2 separate regions of the Sus scrofa genome follow, and region 1 is linked to region 2. The links are chromatin contacts, called in public Hi-C maps. All regions are on one chromosome and are shown on one strand. The core of a region is the stretch at or near the end of the contact, and the rest is flanking DNA. Distances in the headings are between cores, read along the strand shown. Region 1 has its middle 150 kb from the start of CTNNB1. Region 2 has its middle 66 kb from the start of RPL14.

The links. A called contact is a pair of places that touch in the nucleus more often than the background predicts.
Region 1: a contact with region 2 is called in a Hi-C map of liver, with 1.7 times the contacts expected there. The contact joins two enhancer-like sites. A contact is called at or near these places in 3 of 47 Hi-C or Micro-C datasets (embryonic fibroblasts and liver).

The regions. Positions count from the first base shown.
Region 1 is chr13:25,008,278-25,013,977 of Sscrofa11.1, forward strand. No RefSeq gene overlaps it. Among named protein-coding and RNA genes, the nearest start is that of CTNNB1, 150 kb to the right of the region's middle. Within about 2 kb of position 1,889, at least 11 of the 83 cell types and tissues checked have an H3K27ac peak or open chromatin away from gene starts, as enhancers often do. A contact at or near this core is called in liver, where this site is marked.
Region 2 is chr13:24,758,723-24,764,199 of Sscrofa11.1, forward strand. No RefSeq gene overlaps it. Among named protein-coding and RNA genes, the nearest start is that of RPL14, 66 kb to the left of the region's middle. Within about 2 kb of position 2,694, at least 9 of the 83 cell types and tissues checked have an H3K27ac peak or open chromatin away from gene starts, as enhancers often do. A contact at or near this core is called in liver, where this site is marked.

The DNA of each region.
Region 1 (5,700 bases), core at 639-3,138, 250 kb after region 2:
GTCCATCCACAGTCACTATCACAGTCATACTGGATGAGCCCTCGAGTCTAATATCACTTCCTTTAGGAGCCCAGACCCTTAAGTCTACTTGATATTGGTTGTATTGATTTTTAAACAGAGTATAAGCTATGGGTTCTGGGGAAAGTCTAAGCTTAAAGGCTTTGAGGCTTGAGAAACAGATTTCAACTTTTCTGCCACTGCCAGGTGGGCTGTGGTATAACTTTTTAGGTCGTATTTCATGGCACTCATTTTCTTGATCCTCTCTGTGCTGCTGGCCTATTTCTTGGCCCTTTCTAGAAATGTACTCCTCAAACATCACCTTTCCACCTGTCACTTTTCTGATTTTCCATGATTCCTACTCTTCCTCTACCCATTTAATGTAGGCAGTCACCCCACTGATATTCTACACTGTCTCCTTTTTCCTCAGGGCTAGAAAGACATTTTATAAGCAAATCTGGGACTTAATACCAGAGTTCGCTTAGGCTCTATAGATACTTATGGTATATAATTCTAAATATTTCCAAGGCTGAACCTAGATTCTCTTTCTTTAGCATTTTGCATTGCTATGGATTCTTTTAAAATTTAGTATCAGATTATAGGCTTAAATTCAGTAAAAATATTTCTGTTTTTAGGGGTAGGGGTAGGGGAGTGGATGGCAGATTCTCAAGCAAACCAGTGAATATCTAGCTTGAGCCATTTAGACTTTGGGATTGTGACACTTCTGCCACCTACTGCAGAATACCCTAATTGCTGGTTGAACATTTTGATGTGTGGATTATAATTATTGGTGGCCTTTATTGGGTTATTTTCCCCATGACAGGCACCCTCTTGAGCCCTCTCGGTAGTGTATTGATTTCCTTGGGCTGCCATAGCAAATGACCACAAACACAGTGGTTTTAGACAACAAAGGTTTCTTCTCTCTCGGCTGGGGAGGCCATGCTCCCTCTGAAGGCTCGAGGAGAGGGTCCTTTCTTGATTCTTCTGGTTTCTGGTCACTCTTGGTTTTCCTTTGCTTGTGGCAGTATAACTCCAGTCTCTGCCTCTGCCATCTTCCCTGTCTCTGTATCCTGTCCTCTATCCATAAGATGATCAGTCATTGAGTTTAGGGTCCAGCTTCATCCAGTAGTTTCATCTTGATGGGTAACTAACTGCATCTGCAAAGACCCTATTTCCAAGCAAGGTCACAGTCTGAAGCTCTGAGTGGACATGAATTTGGGGGGGACAGTGTTCAATCCACCACACCTGAGGATTATTGCAAATCATCTTTCCTCTTTCATCAGTAGGAAAGCTGAGGCCCAGAAGGGAAGGCTCTACTTGTCCTGACGCTCAGCCACCCACTGGCAGTGTGAGGTTGTGGACTCAGCTCGGTCTGATGCCATTCCATGCATTTTCCACTATGCCATTCTCCTTCTAGAAAACCAACCTGCAGACTCAAGCCTGGAAAGTAATGATATCTATGGCCTAACCACTGATTCCCCCACCACACCACTGAGGCAAAGGCTGAGAGTGGGGCTGTGACTTTGTTTTCATTTCAGATATGGCCTTAGTTCTAAGAGGATGATGAGCTCATCACTGTTTTGTAAATGAAAGCAGTCATGCCATGTACTGCAATTTGGTCCAACCAGGACAAAACAATCCAACTATCACATAAAGGTTGGAATGCCAGGGACTGCTTTCCTTGTGAGTCCCAGCTCTAACCAGCCAGATGACCTTAAGTAGGCCACTTTCCTGGGCTTCTGTAATAGAAGGGCCTAGCCCTGGAAAAATGGCTTCGTTGCTGGTGTTCTTCAAATGTATACAACTCACTTATGTAGTCATTGGAAAGTGTCCTTGCCCATATATGTTAATCTTTGCTGGAGTGTGGGCAGGCTAGTACCAAGAATGTACTTTACCATTGACTTTCACCCCCAAGTTAATAGTTAACGATGTCTCCTTGTTTGATTCTCCTGCTTGTTAGTGTTGGTCAGAAAGAAAAATTTTGAAACACCAAATGGTATGGCTATAACATTTGCCTTTCTTCACCTTTACTTGGTAAGGTTTACTTCTGTTCAGTTCAGGAGAGCTTTTCAAAAATCATTTATTTCCAAAATGTATTATATCACTATGCTATTTACCATAGACATCTCCCAACCGACATTATGTGTTCAAAATATGACTTTTCTTTATATGCTTGTGGTGTTTTTAAAGGTTAGGGCAATCTCTTATAGCAATATAGAAAATCATTCTTTGTAGGTAGCTCAGTAAATTAAAGGTCTGTGGCAGCCCTGTGTACTAGGAACACATGAACTTTGGGATCACACAACCTTGGTTCAAATTCAAGTTCCGTGACCCATTGGTCATGTAACCTTCGGCAGGTCACATGACCTCTGAATCTCAGTCTCATCTGTATGAACCTCAAAATAGTCACTTCTTAAACTTCTTGAGACTTTTAAAGGAACATATGCAAAAACCTGGCTGTAGCAGGAGCTCAGTAAATGTTACCCTTCTGCCTCCTTTGGCCAGCTTATTTGTTAGGTCAAGACCTGTCATTTTGAAAATGTGCTTATTAGGACTTTGTGATTCAATTCGCTTCTCTTCCCAGTCTACTAGTGAAATGTAAAAAGGCTTATCTATTTTTCTCATTTGTATCAGGCCTCAGGGCGACCTTCTGGAGAAAACCCAAGCCACGTGGAATGTTTCTTTCCCCACTCAGGAAAGTGTCTATGTCTGAATCTCTAAGTTTAACCCAGCATCTGCTGTACCAGTAGATTTTTACCTATTGTGCTCCTGAAATGAAAGGAAGACAGTGAAACTGGCAGCAGGCTCAGTGGATAAATCATTGTTGGAACCAGAGGGAGTTTTGTCATGGAGGTAGCAAGCCACCACAGCCAGCTTTGGTGCCCAGCCCAGAAAAAGTGTTTACTGTTCAGTGCTGTGGGCACATTTCCATGGGCACATGACAGATGCCCATGGTTATGCACCAGGACTTGGTCTGCCAGGGGAGCTTGTTGAAAGGGGATTAGACTGTGGAGGGAAAGCCGTCATGGGGTGAAGCGCGTGGATAAGGTCACTGTGTGCAGAATCCCAGATGATGCTGCTGAGGCAGAAGAATGGACCAGATCACCTTGGCAGGCCTTCCCAGTCCCAACAGCAAACATGTAACGAGCCTTGTAGGCTCTCCTGCTTGCCAGTTCCTGGGCCTCCAGCTGGAGAAGTGAAGAGAAATTAGAAACAGCTCCTCCTTCTAGGTTCCTATTTAGTGCAGGAGACAGCCCAGTGACCATTTACACACGACAAGGCAGAGCAGCTATCTTTCTTGTCCATGGAAGGAGGTGGACACAGTCAAGAGCAGGGCTTCTGGAGCCCAGCAGACTGGATTCAAATCCTGGCAGGACCACTCCCTAATTGTGTCACCTTGGGCAAGTTATCAGACCTCACAGAGCCTCAATGGCCCCATCTTTAAAATGGAGACAATAAAGGTACCTACTTTGTGGGATTGTCAGATGATTAAAAGAGTACTTTTAGGGAGTTTGGTGCATTGTAAGCACTTTGTTATTAGATTGCATATAATCTTCAAGGAATCCGCTGTTGTTATGGGCTGAGACACCACTTTATCCAATCTGAAAATCAAAGCACTGCATTTCTAAGCTGAGTGTTCATGATTTATTTGCCTATATTCTGAAAAGTCTTACAAAAAGTGGAAACATTAGAGCACTTCATATCTAACAGATCACTTTTTGCAGACAGAATCCAAATGTTTGATACTAGCACCGTGTCTGGACACTGAATCTTTCTAGCAAAGGCTTAAGGGGCCTCTTCCATCTAGGGGAGAGCTGGCAGCATCTCCAAGCCTTCCACATACCTCCCCAGTTATAAGTAAGAACAGTGTAAGAAAGAACTATGTGTGGTGAATCTTGAGAACAAAACTGGAAGACCCGGTGAGGCAGGGAGAACCAGCCTGGGTTGGAACAAGTGCTTTCCCAGGCTGGCTCTCCCAGCTTCCAGGTTAGTTAGTTTCCTGTTCCCAATGTTCTTATGTTTCCATTCGACCCATCCCTGACCCCATGCCATCACAGAACATGCCCCGAGCATGTGTGTGTGTGTGCATATGTGATCTGCACAAATGCTTGTAAGTGCACGCACACACACACATACACATGTATGCCACACGTAAACAGCTCCCCCCCCCAGTAACATATCCACTGAGGCCCTGAGGTCTGAAAGCCAAGCTGTGTCTCCTAAGCACCACTGGTCCATTGCCTGCACGTTCCAACCTTGTCCTAGTTCCAGCCCAGCACCCTCTGCCCTGACTAGGAGACAATATTTGGCTCCCAGGCTCTACAGGACACAGCTTGCCGTTATCCTCTGGCTCCATACTGGGAACCCAGCCAAACTGGTTTTAGCCACTGGTATCTCATCCAGGGTTGATGGCCAGGCAGCCCAGAGCATCTGTCCAGCTGAGGAGGCATCACTCTGCCCTCTGCAGCTGCAACCTCTCCTTAATCCCCACAGTCAAGCACTTAACTCTAAACTCATTGATAAACAGCACTTTCCCCTCCAGGGGAGCATCACATGGCAAGCAGTGACAAAGGCATGGACCTTGAGTCAAAGACTTTGGGGAGGTCCCAATAAGCATCTGGGTCTTGATTTCTCCCTGCACATATTAAGTATCCTACAAAGTTGTATAGGAGGAAAAACCATCAATTTTTAGGGGAAATAGTCCTTCTTTGCCTTTTCTGATCCTTCTTTGCCCTTTCTGATCCTTCTTTGCCCTTTCTGATCCTTCTTTGCCCTTCTGCTCCCCTCCTACCCTTGCCCCTCACTCATCGTCGCCATATCAGAAAAAATATGTTCACTAATCATCCATTCCTCTGGCTGCCTATTTCTCATTATTGATCCCACTGTGGTGGATTTATATGAGCAGTTAGAGATGGAGAGTATGAAGACTGTGAGCTTCTCAAGAGCAGGACTGTGTGCTGACCCCCAGTCCTAGCCCAGTGCCCGGCTGAGTGATTGAATGAGCAAATGAATGAATAGACGATGGGTTTGCTACTTAGAATGGGAAGGGCATCCCATGCCAATGAGACTGAAGACTCCATCTGGTAATGTGACTGCACAGTCCCTCAAAGATGAGCTCCATAGCAAAGACTGACAGAGATGGTGTGTCACAGAAATGCCCCTGCTTCTGCCCTGCTCAATCTGGCCCTCTCTGCCTTCTCCCTCAGCCAAGTCTAGAGTCCACCATCACAGCAGCCAGGTGCTCTGGTCAGAACCTGAGGGTTATCTTCAGCATCTCTCTCATGCACCTCCTCTGAGAACTTCCCTTTCTTTACTGCCACCACTACTCTCAGCCATCTTCATCTCTTGTCTTATTTATTGTACAATTCTAGACCTCCCAACCCCATTCTCAATTTGTTCAGCCAGAGTCATCATTTTATAGTGAGAGCAGGTCATGCCATTTCCTTGCTTAAAATCCTTCAGTGCCTTCCCACTAAACTTAGAACAAAATAGAACTCAAAATAAATTTTTTTTTTTTTTTTTGTCTTTTGTTGTTGTTGTTGCTATTTCTTGGGCCGCTCCCGTGGCATATGGAGGTTCCCAAGCTAGGGGTTGAATCGGAGCTGTAGCCACCAGCCTACGCCAGAGCCACAGCAATGTGGGATCCGAGCCGTGTCTGCAACCTACACCACAGCTCACGGCAACGCCGGATCGTTAACCCAC
Region 2 (5,477 bases), core at 1,444-3,943:
AGGGGTTGAATCAGAGCTGTAGCCGCCAGCCTACACCAGAGCCACAGCAACCCGGGATCCGAGCCGCGTCTGCGACCTACACCACAGCTCACGGCAACGCTGGATCGTTAACCCACTGAGCAAGGGCAGGGACCGAACCCGCAACCTCATGGTTCATAGTCGGATTCGCTAACCACTGCGCCACGACGGGAACTCCTGGATGCCTGCTTTTATACTCATTCTACCGTGCCAAGTGGCTGCCAATTCTGCTCCGGACAGGCCCTTGGGACATCACAAAACCCTGTAGGCTTTGAGAGCAAGAGGAAGGATGCTCTGAGCATACAATTAGCCAGTTAGTGCCTTCAGGCTTCCTGGCATAGTTAGTTTAGTTAAACCTAGGGGTTTGGCACAGGGCAGGTTATATGGACAGAGACGCAGAGGACCAGAACCACAGATGTGCTGAATCCAAAGTGTCTATTTTACACCCAGTAATTCATTGTTGGCAGGTGGCTCTAGAAGAAAATGCACTCTCAGACGCTCTACTGAGCACCTGCCACTAGGTGGAGCTCGGATGCAGGCATAACTGGGAGGGTTTGCATTGGCTGCCCCTGCGCAGAAGCTACATGAAGGTACTGGCATCTCTAACCGAAAACACGATGGAGAGGGGTGGGGGGACCTGTACACATGAAAGACAACCATATCCACATGTGGGCCTGCCAAGATCAGCCTCTGTGCCTTTTCAAGTCTTGGGCTGAATGTCAAGTTGTCCTTGTGAGGTCTGTATGCACTGAAACTAGCAGGGAAATGGCAAGTAAGAAGCGTAGGCTCTTCTCCCTGCCCTGTCTGCCTTTACCTGTGGAGGCCACACACAGCTGTATTTGGAATCTGGAAAGCATATGCTCCCCTCTCCTCCCAGTGTGTAAACACAGCCCTACACCCACAAGACCCTAAATACACATGGTACAAATTGGCACCAATTTCTGCTGGTGAAATTCTGGATGGTCTCATCAGACCTATTTTCCTTTTCTAATCTTCTGTTTTGCTCTCCATTGGGCAATCCATGTGGATGACAAGCAAACCTCTTGGCACTTTGATACCTCAGTTTTCGCCTCTCTGATGGGGGGATGGTTACAACTTGGACCTCCTAGAACATCAAGCAAAAGAACAGAACCAAGAGAGCTTTGCAGGCCGTAAAATGCGCCATGTGCTTTTTGTGGCTCTACCTGTGGTGTCAGGTCTTGTTATGCTGTTCACTCCTCTTCCTACTTCTGGATAGCCTTTATCATGTGCCAGGCATGGTGCTAAGTGTTTCCTCATTCAAAAAATCCCCCCAATCTCCCCACACCTTGTAAGGCAGTGCTCTAGACTAGGGGGCAGAAGGGGGTTTCAAGCCTAGGTTTGGAGCTTCAAGACTGAGCCCCCTCCCCAGTACCCGAGATGCCTTATTCCGATCAAAGACAAATTGCTGTGATGGGAAACCATGTGCCTTATTTTCCATATTTTAATTTATTACCAGATGGAGGCTTCAAAGTGGTTTTCCCTGTGGCTCTCACCTCCATTTATACTCACTTGCAGCCTCAAGGCTCCTCTTTGGGCTCAGCTGTACTTCACTTCCATCTGCTTCTCCTTCCTGGGATGGAGTGGAAGAGAAGATGGTGATGGGCAGAGCTGGGAAGGCAGGATGGGAGAGCCCTTCCCTGTATGTGTCCTGATGCAGGGAGGGTGGGTGAGGTGAGAGGTTACCCCACCCCCAGGCACCACTTGGCCTCCTTAGGGATAGTGACACTTCCTGGTATTTTTATCAGTGTCCTCTTCGGGCCCTGTTGAGTGGAGTGATGCTGGGCACACAGAATTAGAAAATATAAGGCATTCTTCCTGGGGTGACAGCCTCCTCACTGCCTCAGAGCTGTTGTGGGCCAGTGACGTGGACCCTCCCTCCTTTTGCTTCTCTGAAAGGCTCCCGGCCTCTGGGAGGTCCGGCTGCCTCCCAGATCTCAGGGCTTCATCTAAGTGATGAAGGTCTGTATCAGGTGGGCCTGGGACCTGGTGCTTTTTCAGTTTTTTATAATTTCACAGAGAGGTGCCTGTTTTAACAAGGATCATGGTTAGCATTTGAATTTTAAATTCATTAGGAAAGAGTGAGGGGTGTGAGAAGAGGAGATGTGTTCTGTAAATATATCAAGTTATGGTACCAGCACTGAGTGACAGGACGGAAGCCAGCTGGACAGAAAGACTGCTGCTGGATAGAGCCCCTCTCACCCTAAGGTTCTGGGATTCAGTGACCAGATTGCATTCATTTATTTTCATTAAGGTGTAAGTGACAGATACATTAATATGTCTATCTTTAGATTTTACACAGAGACTATGAACAAGGCCTCTCTCAGCCAGGTTCTCCAGACAGCAGCTCCAGGAACAAACAAAAGGAGCTGTACCACTGTGGGAAAGTGCTTCCCCAGTTCCCGACTGCTCATTCTAGTAAGTCCAGCCAGCCCTACTGGGAGGAGGTGGCTCTGGTGGGTCAGCCAGGCCAGAGGTGGACCTGGAACCATGGTTCAGGGATACCTCCCTTGAGTGGCTGCTGCCCCTTGAGCCTGATGGGCACCTCTGGCCAAGTGATACAGGAATGAAGTTGGCCCCTCTCCCTGCAGATGTCCTGGGGAAGGAGTGGTTGGGGAAGGAAACCTCCTCTCTTCCCAGGACAACTCCAAAGGCAAATATTTAGTCCATGGTCAGGTCCCAAGTCCCAGTTTCCAATTCAGCAAGTTGGCCTCTGAACATAAGGGCAGTGACGTCAAATGCAAAGAGATTAGGGAATTAACCAATTATTTGCCAAGTGCTTTCCTAGAATCCAGCTGGATTCTAGGCAGGAAAATAAAACATTTGTCAGGTGGCACGTGGTGGTGTTGCTGGCAAAGGATGGGTGCCAGGAGAGGGGGGTTGGTGGCACAGTGGAGCTCAGAGTAGGGGGCACCCCACCTGTGGTGCAAGGGAACGAGGGAGAGCCGATGTTTGGGGAAAAGTTGGAACCAGGGGAGTGATGAAAGCCAGAAGGGCTTCCACACAGAGGAGTGGCTTGTGCAAAAACCTAGGGGTGCCCTGGGCTTAGAGAGTAGCTCTGCCTCTGAGAAGAGAAGCCCTGTGGAGAGATGGGCCATGGGTGGGCCACTTTAGGAGGATTTGGAAAAGGAAGGAATGCCTAAGGGTACACACAATTTTAAGTCAACAGCACCGGTAGAAAACCAAACACTCCCTAGCACATCCCATCTATAGCCCCATGACCACGGGGAGCAGGCTGGCCAGAGGGCATGGCGCAGGGTTGGTTTCCCTGGGGTGGTGAGGGCAGAGGTCCTTTCACACTAGATTAAACATGAATCACTTGCAGGGTCCTTGCCACGCCCAGCCCCTTCTAAAGGTCACTGATCCCAAGTGTCTGGCATTGTGATTTGTGGCTGCTGCTAAGTGGGATGTCTCTAGTCAGGGGTCATCTTAGTGTGATGTTTTCAGGATTGGTCCCTGTGTAAGGGAGGGGGGGGCGTCGCAGCCCAAGACAGACATAATGGGGGAGAAACACAGGGCTGTCAGGAGAGGCCAGAGTGTGGTCAGCATGCTCCTTGCTCTACAAACCTTCCCTGGGTTCTGCTAGGGTTTGGGGTCAAGGGGCCCTCCTCCAGCCTCATAGCAGAGATAGCATCCCTGAGTCCCAGCCACTCCCAGCCTAGCCCCATGGGCCTCATGGGCATGGCTTCCTCCTTGCTGGTCTGGTCAGGTTTGGATAATAGAGTTCCCATTATATCATCCCACCTTCCCTGAGAAGGGCAATTCTGGCAATGATGGCCACGGCACACAGGGTCACGGGAAGGGCACTGGTGTCAGGCTCCAATACTGAATGAGACAGTTGCATCCACTGGGCAAATCACTCAGCTTCTTGAAACCTGCGATTTCTCTTCTGTACAGGGCCAACATCTCCAACTTGCAGGGATAGAGCCCGAATGAGATGATGTGTATAACTCTGAGGTGCAGCCCTAGTGCAGTTCTTCCAGACATGATCTTGCACCTCGCAGAGGACCATTCTTCTGCTACCCTGGGCCAGACGTTCAGAAAGTCTCCATTGGCTGGCAGAAGCCTGGTTCAGTCCCAGGGAAACCAGTCCCAGGAAAACCAGCCGTGGCTGGCTTCCTGGGTGCCCTGCTGCTCATGGCCTGCAGAGGGCAGCAGCGGGACGCACGCTGAGTTCAGACCTCTCCCGACCAGGCTGGGTGTTTTCCCTGCTGCCTGACATAGAAAGTTATCCATTGCATCCATGAATGCATCTTGGGTCGATTTGTTTTTAAATAGGTGATGTTTGAGATTCCTTTATGAAAGCCCTTCACATCTGGCATTCAAAGAAAATCATCAGTCTAGACTCTCAGGCTGATAGCTGCTTGTATGAAATTTGGGCCTGTTTTCCAGTAAAAGTGCCTGCTTGCTCCCAGCCTAGCTCCCGCCCCCTCTCGCTCCTTCTCTTCGTGTGACCTTTTATCTCAGCGGGAGCCCTGACTAGAAAGAGGGTTCTGGAAATGTGGTGTGTTTCTCATTAAGTTTCTGCAGCAAAAATTCATGTGATACAAAGCTCTTTTTTCCCCTTCTTTCTTTGCCCTGCATATCTACAATAACGCCTGCTATTTAGGTTTATATTTAATTTGAGACGATTGAAGACTGAAATCTCATTGATACCAAGAGTTTAAAAAAAAAAAATCTGCCTCTAGGGTCCTGGTGATATGCTTGGGTCCTTTTTCCTTGGCACTGAGGTGGTCATAGAATTCCAAATACACCCAGTCCTCTGCTGGGGCCTGAAGGACCCCATTGCCTTCTTTTCCCAAATCTGAACATTTCTTTTTTTAAAATTTGAGGCTTTGACTTTGGGAGATTGTAAGGATGGAGGCTGCCAAGTAGGCCTAGGATTCCGTGGAGCCCTAAGGAGCCCCTGGGGACTGGAGTCTCCCAGCTCTCATCGGGGGAGTAGGGGTGCGGTGAGGATCACTGCTGTGAACCAGGGATGCTCTTTCCTGCATCGGTTGAGAGATCCCCATCTGAACCCTAAGGTCCATGGCAGCGAAGTCAAGATAGAGGAGGAGAGAGACAGGAGGCCACAGGTCCTGATGACTCCAAGTTCCCTTTATCTCCTCCTGGGGCCAGTGGCCTACTTCTCCCAGAGGCTGCAACCCCTCTACTGACTCTGCAAAATGTGGAGCCACATGTCAGAGTGTGTGCAGCTGGTGTGTCTCAAAATAGGCTTCATGCCTAAAGCCGAGGCCCAGGGGAGCAGGGATCGAGGCACATCTGTGCAGGTGAGCAGTCTGGTCATGGTGGCGTGAGCCGAGGGTCTCTCTTCACCCAGTCTCTTCACACTCAGTCACTGGGACTCCTCTTGGGCCCTCATTTTGTCCTTGGCAGTGGGAGGGGCTGGCCTGCTTTTCATCTTCCTTTGAAGAGCAGCAGGGTCCTCTGCCTTACAGTTG